2 separate regions of the Mus musculus genome follow, and region 1 is linked to region 2. A link is a contact called in public HiChIP or PLAC-seq data. All regions are on one chromosome and are shown on one strand. Each heading gives the region's core, a stretch centred on a gene start, on an enhancer-like site or on the middle of the called end of the contact. The rest is flanking DNA. Distances are from core to core; before and after follow the strand shown.

Region 1 (5,750 bases), core at 797-3,296, 2.3 Mb before region 2:
CTCACTGATAAGTGGATATTAGCCCAGAAACTTAGAATACCCAAGATACAATTTGCTAAACACATGAAACTCAAGAAGAACGAAGACCAAAGTGTGGACACTTTGCCCCTTCTTAGAATTGGGAACAAAACTCCCATGGAAGGAGTTACAGAGACACAGTTTGGAGCTGAGACAAAAGGATGGACCATCTAGAGACTGCCATACCCAGGGATCCATCCCATAATCAGCTTCCAAACGCTGACACCATTGCATACACTAGCAAGATTTTGCTGAAAGGACCCAGATATAGCTGTCTCTTGTGAGACTATGCCAGGGCCTAGCAAACACAGAAGTGGATGCTCACAGTCAGATATTGGATGTATCACAGGGCCCCCAATGGAGTAGCTATTGAAAGTACCCAAAGGAGCTAAAGGGATCTACAACCCTGTAGGTGGAACAACAATATGAACTAACCAGTACCCTGGATCTCTTGACTCTAGCTGCATATGTATCAAAAGATGGCCTAGTTGGCCATCAGTGGAAAGAGAGGCCCTTTGGACTTGCAAACTTTATCTGCCTCAGTACAGGGGAATGTCAGGGCCAAAAAGTGGGAATGGGTGGGTGGGGGAGTGGGCGGGGGACTTTTAGGATAGCATTGGAAATGTAAATGAAATAAATACCTAATTAAAACAAAAGAAATTTAAAAAAAGTTTACAGAAAAGCTGTCTGTCTCAAAGTAGTAGTTGAGGACTGATATAGAAGGTTGTCCTCTGACCTCCACCTGTGAGGCGTGCAATTACCCAGTTATCCTTGGATTTCTCATCTCCATTTTATTTTCTACATAAATCAGTAGTTTTATGTGTGTCTTTTATTTGATGAATAGCAATGTTTTTCATTTGGATACCTTTATTAGCATTAGAAACAAGGCTGATTAGAAAGAAAAACTCTTCCTTTTATCACAAGGATTTTTACAAATATGATTCAGATTTTAATTATGTCAAAAATATGATCCTGCTACATTATTTAGGGTGTGATATAAGCTGTTGATGACCCCTTAACAGGCACAGGGTTAATCAGACAAATGTTACACCTCTTGCTTCTGAGTTATCTTAAGAAGTAGCTAGGCAACTTCTCTTCGCTTCACTTCTTATCTTTAACTACAAGAAAGATTGCCTGATGCAGTACTTTATTGTAAGGATAAGTCACATCCCTGGTCAGTTATGTCTCCATGTGTTTTCTAGGTCAATACGTGCTGACATAATAGCAGAAATGTTCTTATCTAAATGTAAGTGCTACAATGCAGCACTTCCTTTCCAGATACTATATTTTGTGGGATTTCATTAGTACTCAAGAATTTAAATCTGCATGGGCTCGGAACAGATTGAGGCCAATGTGTGTGTGGTATAAATCTTTTCCCAAGCTGCCCTCTTCCAAGCAACCGCTTTCCTAATGGAGTGAGATAAGATCATTGTAAGACTTTAAGTCTTATTTAGAATATACTCGTAAGTCTAGCACTATCTAATAAGCAATTAAGTTAAGAAATAGACTAGCAGTCTTGCGGGTGGAATTTCTGAGGTAATGTGAACCTAAGGACAGCGAGTTTCACCACAACTTCCCACTTTGAGAAAATAAAACAAGAATCACTGAGCAAGCATAACCTCCAACACTCTGTTCTGCTTCGTTTCAGTCCTTTGAATTGCTACCTCGATGACCAGATGTCTGTTCATTCAGCAGCCCTGAGCAGAATACCAGATCCTGTGCTCCTCTTGGCTGTACTCAGCATGCAGCGCTAAATAGCTGGGGACCCTACGCCTTTAAGGCGCGCGGGAGAGGCGGAAGAGGTGGGGGACGATGCGCCACGCCCATAGGGCGGAGCTACCCCCTAGGCCAGGGACCAGCATGGCGTGACGTCACGTAAGAATCCAGCTTTGATTGGTGAAAATTTAGAGAGGCCGGCTGGGAGCGAAGGAGGCGGGTCTGGTTGCCGTGGTGACCGGCTGCCCTGCGGTTGCCTGGTAACGGTGGGGACTGTGCGGTCTGTGGGGTGCGGGCGGCGAAGGCTGCAGAGATCCTGGCCGGAGCCCAGCCGGGCGCTGGGGGTCTGAGCAGGGATGGCCGCCGCGGCCGCGGTGATCCCGCCGTCGGGCTTGGACGATGGGGTGTCTCGGGCTCGCGGGGAAGGCGCAGGGGAGGCTGTGGTGGAGCGCGGGCCAGGAGCGGCCTACCACATGTTCGTGGTGATGGAAGACTTAGTGGAGAAGCTGAAGCTGCTCCGCTACGAGGAGGAGCTACTCCGAAAGAGCAATCTGAAGCCCCCGTCCAGGTGCGTGCCTTGCCCCCAGCGCCGGGTGCTGGCTGGACCCCAGGGGGACGCTCCCCCTTAGGTGAGGCGAAGACCCCGCGCGGGGGTCCTTACATCCCTTCCTCTGGCTTCTGTGCTCAGGAAGGAAACTTCCGCACTGTGGAAGGTGTAGTTTTTCAGACTTGATCATTTTGTGGAGAAAGTAAACAAGTTTTGTAATGGCAGGGAGGACTGGGGAAGACAGTCTGCCCATTTTTCAAAACAGTCACGCACCGTCTACCAAACACAAATCTTGTTTTAAATATAATAAAATACCCAAAGTAGAAAGGGTAGAAAAACCTATCTCTAGCGATGAGCGCCCTTATCATTTAGATCTCTTTCTAGTTTATGTTTTCCTTTGCTAGACTTTGTAAACTAACAACTGTGAATACTTAGGACATTTCTGAGCAGCACTTGTTATGTAGTAAGTAAACTTGTGGGCTAATTACTATGGTTCAAACGACTTAGTGCTTTTGCAACAATACTCTTAGAAAATGGGAAGTGGAGAAGGCAAATGAAATAAGTGTTTGGAATGGCCCTCAATATAGGACCTAAAGTTCCCGCTTGCGGTAGTGGGGAAAGTTTGGAATATCCCCAAGGCAGAGCCTATAGTTGTCAAGAGTGATAGACAAAAGTCCCTCCTGTAATCATGGTAGCTTAGTGATAACTGTGTTCTATTGCTTTTTTTTCCCTCTAAATCCCGTGTTTGTTTTATTCTGTAAGAAGAAATTAAAGAGTTATTTATCGTACTTTCTTTTCCATCAATGGGACACATATCATTTCTCTTGGCAGTTTTAAGCTCTTACCCTCTTCCAGACAGGTCTGGAAGAATTCTTGTATAAAATCTGCCCACAATGCCAAGTTAGTCTGTAAAAGGAGAAAAATTAGAGAAGAAAGATCATCTTGATCCTGATCCATAATAGAAGTTTCTAGATTGGGATTATTATTTAAAATAAATTGGTCATAGTAATATAGATGGCCAACATTTTTGGTGGGGATAAAAGTGTTAAGTTTTTCAAATTTATCTGTCAAACAAAGGGAAAGTGGACTTACTATTAATAGTAATATTATTAACGAGCTCTTATTAATGCCTTGCTGTACTGAAACTCAAAGCTTGAGCAAGACACTTTGTACCACGGATTTGTGTGGAGATATTCTAGCCAGTAGGTCAAGGTGTCACCATCAGACTAGCACGTCCACATCACCTGGGGATGTAGGAAGAAGTTGTCAGGCTCTTGTCCAGGTCTGCCTTTTCAGAAGGTCTGGAGATAAAACATCTGTAGGTGATTCTGATATACCTTCATGCTGCCGAATCCCCATCACAGGCCCACAGTATCTGTCAGTGTCCCTTCCTCTGGCCTCAAGGAGTGATAATAAGGAATAAACAGTTATTGGTGGGTAAATTCCTTGTAAACCTGTACCTGAACATTTATACTTTCTGGATGGAAAAAGTTTAGAAAATAGAAGTATAGATCACTGATTCTTATGTAATTGGTTTTATACATACACACACATTTAAAAACATAAGTCATTAGTCTCTTTAAATTCATATTATATATATGTGTATATATATATGTATGTAATAGTGATAGCAACATAGAGAAAACAAAGCAGATCTCTGATTCACCTTTTGGATGATGCTAGTTGTACCTTTTATGTCCTCCTTAGCTCTGTACAAATCTACCCTCATGGGAACATATCTAGTACAGTAATGGAATTAGCAAAGTGCAGCAGTGGTGACGTGTGGGGACCTCATGGAGGTTCTTGTTCCTTTCTGAAACCCTGCACCATCTAAGTTGGGAACCTCTGAAATGTACCTGTGTAGGGTTCCATTCCCATAAGTTATGGTTGTGCAGGACTGAGGGAAGACGCTCCTGGCAGCACTTTAAGGAGTTGATTGGAATATGTAGCTAAGATGTTTGGCATAGCTGGTAGGCTACAACCAGTAAAAACATGCTAAGTTATTAGTCTCTTTAAATCCACAGTTGCCACTTGGGGGGCGGAGGAACTTACTCATGACCAGTTAATTGATTTTGACCAAACCTTCATGCCATTCTCAAAAATTACTACCTTCCATTCCCTGGTTGTAGGGGGTTTTGGTCAAATATTTTGTGTGCTGTAGGGATTGTCCCTTGATACTAGCTCGAAACGTTCTGAGTGCCGTGAATCACTAGATCGTTCAAGAGTATTAATGAAGGATGCTTGAGGGACAATTAGCAACTTTGGACTTACTCACTGTTGACTTGCTTTAGCTTACACATCCAATCCTCCCTTCCTTTGAAACAGACACTACTTTGCTCTGCCTACCAACCCAGGCGAGCAGTTCTACATGTTTTGCACTCTTGCTGCGTGGCTGATCAACAAAACTGGCCGTGCCTTTGAGCAGCCTCAAGAATACGACGATCCCAATGCAACTATATCTAATATACTCTCTGAGCTTCGCTCTTTTGTAAGTGAGATACTCTCTTCTCCGTATTCTCAGACTGTGGATTTCAATAGTAACAGTTCAGTAACAGGTACTAGCCTTTCAGATGACTCTTTTGGAAGAGTAGACAGACAGACTGATAATTGACTGATATGAGTGATTTTTAAATTTATTTTAAAGTAAGACCTTCCCAGAATGGTTGATACTTTATGTAACATGATTTCCACTTCTAAAAATGTTACTATAGACTCTCTTTAGGCCAGATTAATAATATTTTTTTTTTAAGTTTTGTAAGCCTCAAAAGTAAATTCTTAGGTAGCTGCTTAGCTCTTCCCCTCCCGGGATGATGCAGAGTATAAAGCAAACAACATACTTTGAAAGGGTTTTGGATTTGTTAGATTTCTCACTTGTACTTTTGTTTCTGAATGTTCCTGGAGAAAGGCAAGAAGGCATTTTTGACACAGGTTGCTAATTTTAATAAGTTAATCACTGTATCCTTTTTTAAAAATACATTTACCATGGCAGGAGTTTTGCTGATAACTTTTCAGTACTGATTTGTTTCCCTGCCCCTTTATGTACATATATGTATATTTGAAATTACAGAAAGCCAGGTATTTAATCCTGTATGGAGGTTACAGTACATTCTTTGAAGAGACAATAAATTAGGATATTAAGAAAGGACAGAGGAAAGGTTTGCTGGTTTCTAGACGGAACACGGGTACAGACACCACCCCTGCAGTCTGCCTCTGGGTTTTCCTCAGGTGTGCTGGGGAACACAGAGCAGCAGTGTTGAGCTTGCGTGCCCATTCTCCACAGTCAGCAGTCTAACTGCTATGGGAACCCTAGTTCTTGACCAAGCTGGGCCTGAGGCGGTCACAAGGGTGGGCTAAGGGTGTGAGGACCTGAGAGGTCTGGGAAGCATGTGCGATGGGGTGTAAGTGCCTCTTAGTCTGGTACTGTGAACATAAACTATCTGTATTTTCCTTTGTGTAAATGTATCAGTGG
Region 2 (5,850 bases), core at 2,475-4,974:
TTCCAACTTGATACAAGCTCCAGTCATTTGGAAAGAGAGATTTTTAACTGAAGGATTACCCACATCAGATTGTCTGTATGCAACTCTTCGGGGATATTTTCTTGTTTAATAATTGATGGAGGAGGGCCCAGCCCACTATGGGCAGTGCCACCAGGAGGTCCTGGGTGGTATAAGTGAGCAGACTGAGCAAGCTCTGAGAATCAACCAGAGCAGACTTCTTCCATGGTCTCTCCCTTGGCTTCTTTCAAAGATAGACTGTGGTTTGTGCATGCAAAGCAAACAAACCCTTTTACCCCCAAGTTGGTTTTGCTCATGGTCTTTATCACAGCAATAGAAAAGCAAACCAAAAGAGCCCGTTGAGCTGTATCCTTCACCTATTTGGCCACTCTTGATACTGGCAGCACCTTTTAGCTAGGAACCCCACTGTTTCTCAAATCCCTCAGTGACACTACATTCACTTCAAAGTGTCTAGGGCTGGAGGCTGCCTTGTTTGGTAAAAATAAGCATATTATTCCCTCCACCAAGCCTGTTAGCTTGGAATATTACTGCTTAGACACAACATTTCACAAAGTCTACTTAGACAACATTGGTGCCTTTATTTATTAGTGCAGTCTTTGACTGAGGAATGCTTTCATGCTTCAGTTTTTTTTCCCAGCAGTCTTTATTCCTCCTGATAACAGAAACAAGGACTGATGACCTCCTAGCTAACCAGACTTCACCAAACACCAAGTCCTAATTTGAGCTCAGCTAGGATCCATGTTATATCTTAACTTAATTAGATATGAGATGGCTTTGATAAACAGAGTTCATACATTCCAATGTGTGAGTGTGTGTGTGTATGTGTGTGTGTGTGTGTGTGTGTGTGTGTTTGTCGTACATCTATGCCTTCCCGATGGGAGGCTTCTATTTCAGTTTTGAAGCTCGATGATTGTGATGGCCAATGTTGGTTCTCAACTAACTTGATCGTATCTTCTATGATTAAAATGCAAGCTTTGGGAGACTCATGTAATGAATTACTTTGAAGATTTATTTTATGTGTACAACTATTGTGTTGCATGAGTGTATGTGTACCACGTACACACTTTGTGCCCACAGAGGTTAGAAGAAGACATTGGATATCCTAGAAGTGGAGTTATGGATAGTTGTAAGCTACCACGTGAGTGCCTAGAACTGAACCAAAATCCTCTGCAAGAACAAGTGCTCTTAACCGTTGCGCCATCTCTCCATCCTGTGAGGTATTTTTCTCATTAGACTATTTGAAGTGGGAGGAACCATCCTACGTGTAGGCTGTTAAAAACTTTGCTTTTTGCACATAGGCCTTTATTCTTGCTGGTGGGTCCTCCAGTCTGTTGCTGCAGCACCCCTTTTCTAACATCAGAGCCAGCTTCCTCCATTTTCTAACACAGATTGCCTAACAGCAGCTCTCCAGGAACTGTCAGACCTTTAGCACCAGATTGGGATTAATGAGACATCAGCCTTGTGGGCTGAGAAACTCTTGGATTCTCAGCCTCTGAGTGTGAGAAAGAATTTGTCTGACTACCCAGACCACATAATGTGAGTCAGTCTAATAAATAGCCTTTTACATATATGTATGTTGTGTTATATATTATAATACACACACACACACACACACACACACACACACACACACACACACACATATATCTTATCACTTCTGCTCCTTTAGAGAACCTCAACTAACAGATTTTTATTTTTGTCAGCCTACATAAACACTATCTTAGACCAGTTTTTAGTTGCTTTGGTTAGAAAAGTTTGGCAGCCCCAGAGATATTTGTTATACCTGTGTCCCAGCCAGAGCAGAGGAGCAGAACATAATGAGGCTTGTCACTGTATCTCCATGATGCACTTTGCTCCGCAGGCCATTCTATTTTTTTAGTGTCATTGCCTTCAGCAAACTGCAGTTCAAAAGGAACTGTATTGTATATGTATTTTGTTCCATTTTACATTTATTCAAATATGAAGATAAGCAACACATTTAATTATACAGTATAAGGTTGGGCATAGCAAAATCTTCTACACATAGTGCCAGTTTCTTTTGGAATTGACTTTAAAGGTGCATTTTATACACATAGAGGATGTAACCACAGAGTTCTTTTTAAATACTGTCTCCACTTAGCAACCATAGCTACTGTTACAAGCAATAAGGGAGATATGGAGGGGCTATGGAGAAGCCTGCACCATCTACATATATAAAACAAGAAACTACTTTTTAATTATTAGTACAGAAATAATGAAAGAAAATATTACTTCCAGACTTGTACTTTACTGCCTGATTGCCTAAAGGGTCACATTTTGGTTGTTTCCATTACATGAAAATCATAACAATCTGAATTTAGGATTGCAGGACATTCTATGACCACTCAGGAGCCTTCACAGTAATAATTGTAGCACTAAAATACTTATTAGGGATTGGCAGAACCACTGAGACACATTTATCAGGATAGTTGGTTAGAAAATGCTTATATGTATGTATGTATGTATGTACATATGTATGCTTATGCATGTATGCACGTATGACATTTTTAAAAAGTGCAAAGTATTACACCCAGGAGCTCAAGGTGTGAGGTGTATCCATACTACCAATGACAGAGGAAATCACTCCCAGGTATGTAAACCTGGGGCAAATGGTACGAGCATGGTGAACCAAATAGAGAGAATCATGGAACTTGTCTAATGTGTGATTCTGATGACAGAAGGGCCCTGGCATTTCACTGTAAGCGTTACCAGACTGTTTTCTTTTACACGGCTATCAAGGACGGAGCCCAGAAAGAGACGAACACTGGAAGAGGATGGCAGAAACAGGGTTGTCATTAAAATGAAGATTCATCTACATAGAAGAAAAGTGACTCTGGCAAAAATCCAACAGCAGAGTTCTTTACTGGAATCCAGGGGAAAACTTGTTTGGAATATAAAGGTGTCAAACAGATTAGTAATCCCCATTGTGTGGAGTTTTTACTGTCCTGGGACGATTTACAGAGACTATTTAGCTGAGAGTTGTCAAGTATTTGCTTTCTCATCAGCCTGATGTTTGATCTGGAATCCTTCTAGAACTAATAGTAAAAGGGAAACATTTCAGAAATTTAGGAAGTTTTAGTTGGCACTCGGGTTTTACTCCTAGCCTACTCTATGTGAGGGTAACCTTCATCTTAGGAGCTATGGGACTGCTGCTCTTTATTTGACAGTCAACAAGAAACATGGTCTTGGACCTATTTGGCTGCTCTCCTGGGTAGCAGTTTGGCAGCCCTAGGGAGATGAATTTCTTAAGCCTGGGACCCGCCCAGAGCTGAAAAGCAGCACCACCCTGGCAGCCTCTACTCTGTTGCTATGAAACAAAGACTAGGAAGGTGAGTGAGGCAGGAAGTCCCGCCTTTTAGCCCCAGTTGGCTTAGACTCCCGCTCGGGGCGCTCACGCCCACCTGCGCACCCCTCATTGGTTAGCTCCCCGGCGCCTTGCTGCTACTTTTTCAGTTCCTTTCCTCGTTCCACTTTTGTTCCAGGCTAGCCTAGGTCCATTTCCCAACGAGTTCTTCTCCAAGTGGGACGCAGTGGAGTGGGCCTTCCTCTGGGGCCATTGTGTACCGTGGAGGACGTGGACTGGGGGGTAGCGCGGGAGGAGCGTCTCGTCCCGCCCATTGGCTCCGCCCGCTGTCTGGCAGAAAGCAGCCTCTCAGGATTGGTTCGAAGACTCAAGGCTCCGCCTTAGCTCCGCCCCACGCCTTGGTCTCCGGGGATGGCTCAGGGGTGGGGTGGCCAGTGAGTGGTCTCCTCCTCCGGCGGGCGCTGCGGCGGCCTCCCGAGTGTGGCGCGGGACTGCCGGGCGGGCGTGGAGCTTTTTGCACGGTAATTGCCGCGTCCCCGCGTCTCGGTGTTCCTAGATCTCGGTGGCTCCTTCCCCGGAGCGCTCTCCTAGGGCGATTCCACAGAGTCCCCACCCGAGCCACCCCAGCCAGGGCAGCGTGTGTGTGTGGAGTGGGACCCGCGATCACGCGTGGCTCGGGACGGCCGCGGTGACCCGAGTAGAGGAAGGAATGGGTCATCCCGGGGTTGGACGTCTCTTGCTGGCTCGGGGGCCCTGCAGCTGGGCGCGGGCCATCAGGGAGAGGGGACAGCCCTAGCTTCCAGCTGCTGTCGCCGCTGCGGGCCTGAGCCAAGTGGGGATTTAAACAGCAGTCCCTGGCTGGCCCGGGGCCCGGGAGGGAGCGGACTCTGGCTGATCGCCGCCGGTGGGAGGTGCGTGCTACTGGCGCTAGATCGGGCAGGCTGTGGGATTGGGAAGCCAGGACGGGGTCTAGGGCTACTTTATCTTTGCTGAGTTCCTCGTCTCTTTCCCAGACCCCTGAGTGGCGGGCTAGAGGCCCGAGCCTGGAAAGGGTACAGACGTTCTGAAACAAAGCTTTGGACCACTTGATACCGGGTAGGCAGAAGAGGGACCACCGGAGAAGTGAACTCCGCGGTGCGTGCCCGCCCTTGCCGGGTTCTCACCGCTTTTTAAGAAGGGGTTGCTTGTTGGTTTGTTTATTTGGCTCTAGGGAAAAACTACTCACCTCACTGCTTTAAAGAACTATTTGTGTGTCCGCAGCTGCTGGCTTTTGCGGGGGGGGGGGGTGTTGGGGGAATGGAGAGGGGACGCGCGCGCGCGGGGCGCGCGGGGGGGGTATCCAAGTCCTCCGCCTTTGTTGACAAGAGACGTGTCCCTTTTGCGTGTGTGGAGTACTTTGCATTTATGTAATAACTTGGCGAAATCAAACAGCGTGAAGGAGGCTACTGAAGTGAGGCTCCCAACGTGAATTTTAGGAGTTGCAGCTCTAGTATTTCGAATCTGGATTACAGCAGAAGGGGGGGGGGGGACGACATTGTGTTCTTACCTGTTAAAAGTTGTTTTGTTGATGATGTTGAGCTGTAGCTTCATAGAACACGGGCAGAGGATGCATCTTTAACTTTTAGTATTGTAAGAGCAAATCTTGTGTCATGGCTCCTAACTTGGAGGATGCCCTTACTCAGGGTTACTAAAAAGTTGAATCTGGGACCCTGGGCTTTGTCACAGAGACAGCGGAGAATATCATTAATGGGTACAAGTGAGCCTGTTCAGTTCAGGTTCCTGTTGGGGAAATACTTTCATATCCAGCTAACTTTTCCTCTCTTGAAATTCTATCTTGCAAAAAGGACTAAGATTCCAGATGGCAAATTCTATGAATGGCAGAAATCCTGGTGGTCGAGGAGGAAACCCCCGCAAAGGTCGCATTTTGGGGATTATTGATGCTATTCAGGATGCAGTCGGACCCCCAAAGCAAGCTGCAGCTGACCGCAGGACTGTGGAGAAGACTTGGAAACTCATGGACAAAGTGGTGAGTTCAGTCAGTGTGTGTACACGGCCCTCAGCACCCTGAATGCGATTTCTTCGGGTTTTATTTATATGTATGGCTAATAATCACTATTATGGTGATGAGCTTTGTATTTAGGTTGGGCCATTTTTCTTCAACTCTGTGTTTGCAAAAGTTGAATTCAGAGGAAAGACTTTTATTTTTTTATTACTCTTTCTAACTTATTATCTTGCTTTTCAAGTTCCAGAGCCCCTGGGTATTACTCCAATATGCAGTTTATACCATTGGCTACTTTTGCTGGGTGTATAGTATGGTTTGGAAGTTTGCTTAGTCTTATGTGGAGTTGCCTTGCTACTAGATAATATAAGGCTAACAAGTGAACAATAGGCTCTGCTGGAGCACACTTAGGACAAGCACATGGGTGATGTTGAAACCTTTACTGGGGAAAGAACCAGAACTCCAGGGAGGATTCAGTATTGAAGAGTTTGATTTTTATCCCTGTAAACTC

What was found. HiChIP or PLAC-seq counts read pairs in DNA pulled down with a chosen protein or histone mark.
Region 1: a contact with region 2 is called in an H3K4me3 HiChIP or PLAC-seq map of pro-B cells, with 7 times the contacts expected there. The contact joins the promoter of Ift57 here to the promoter of Cblb in region 2. A contact is called at or near these places in 1 of 39 promoter capture datasets (pre-B cells) and 2 of 115 datasets of contacts at active chromatin or transcription factors (astrocytes and pro-B cells).

Annotation. Positions count from the first base shown.
Region 1 is chr16:49,697,248-49,702,997 of GRCm38.p6, forward strand. It overlaps Ift57 (intraflagellar transport 57), which reads left to right and starts at 2,047. Exons shown (of 11, transcript NM_028680.3): 1 at 2,047-2,302; 2 at 4,607-4,769. The coding sequence starts at 2,091.
Region 2 is chr16:52,027,825-52,033,674 of GRCm38.p6, forward strand. It overlaps Cblb (Casitas B-lineage lymphoma b), which reads left to right and starts at 3,725. Exons shown (of 18, transcript NM_001033238.1): 1 at 3,725-3,861; 2 at 5,185-5,366. The coding sequence starts at 5,199.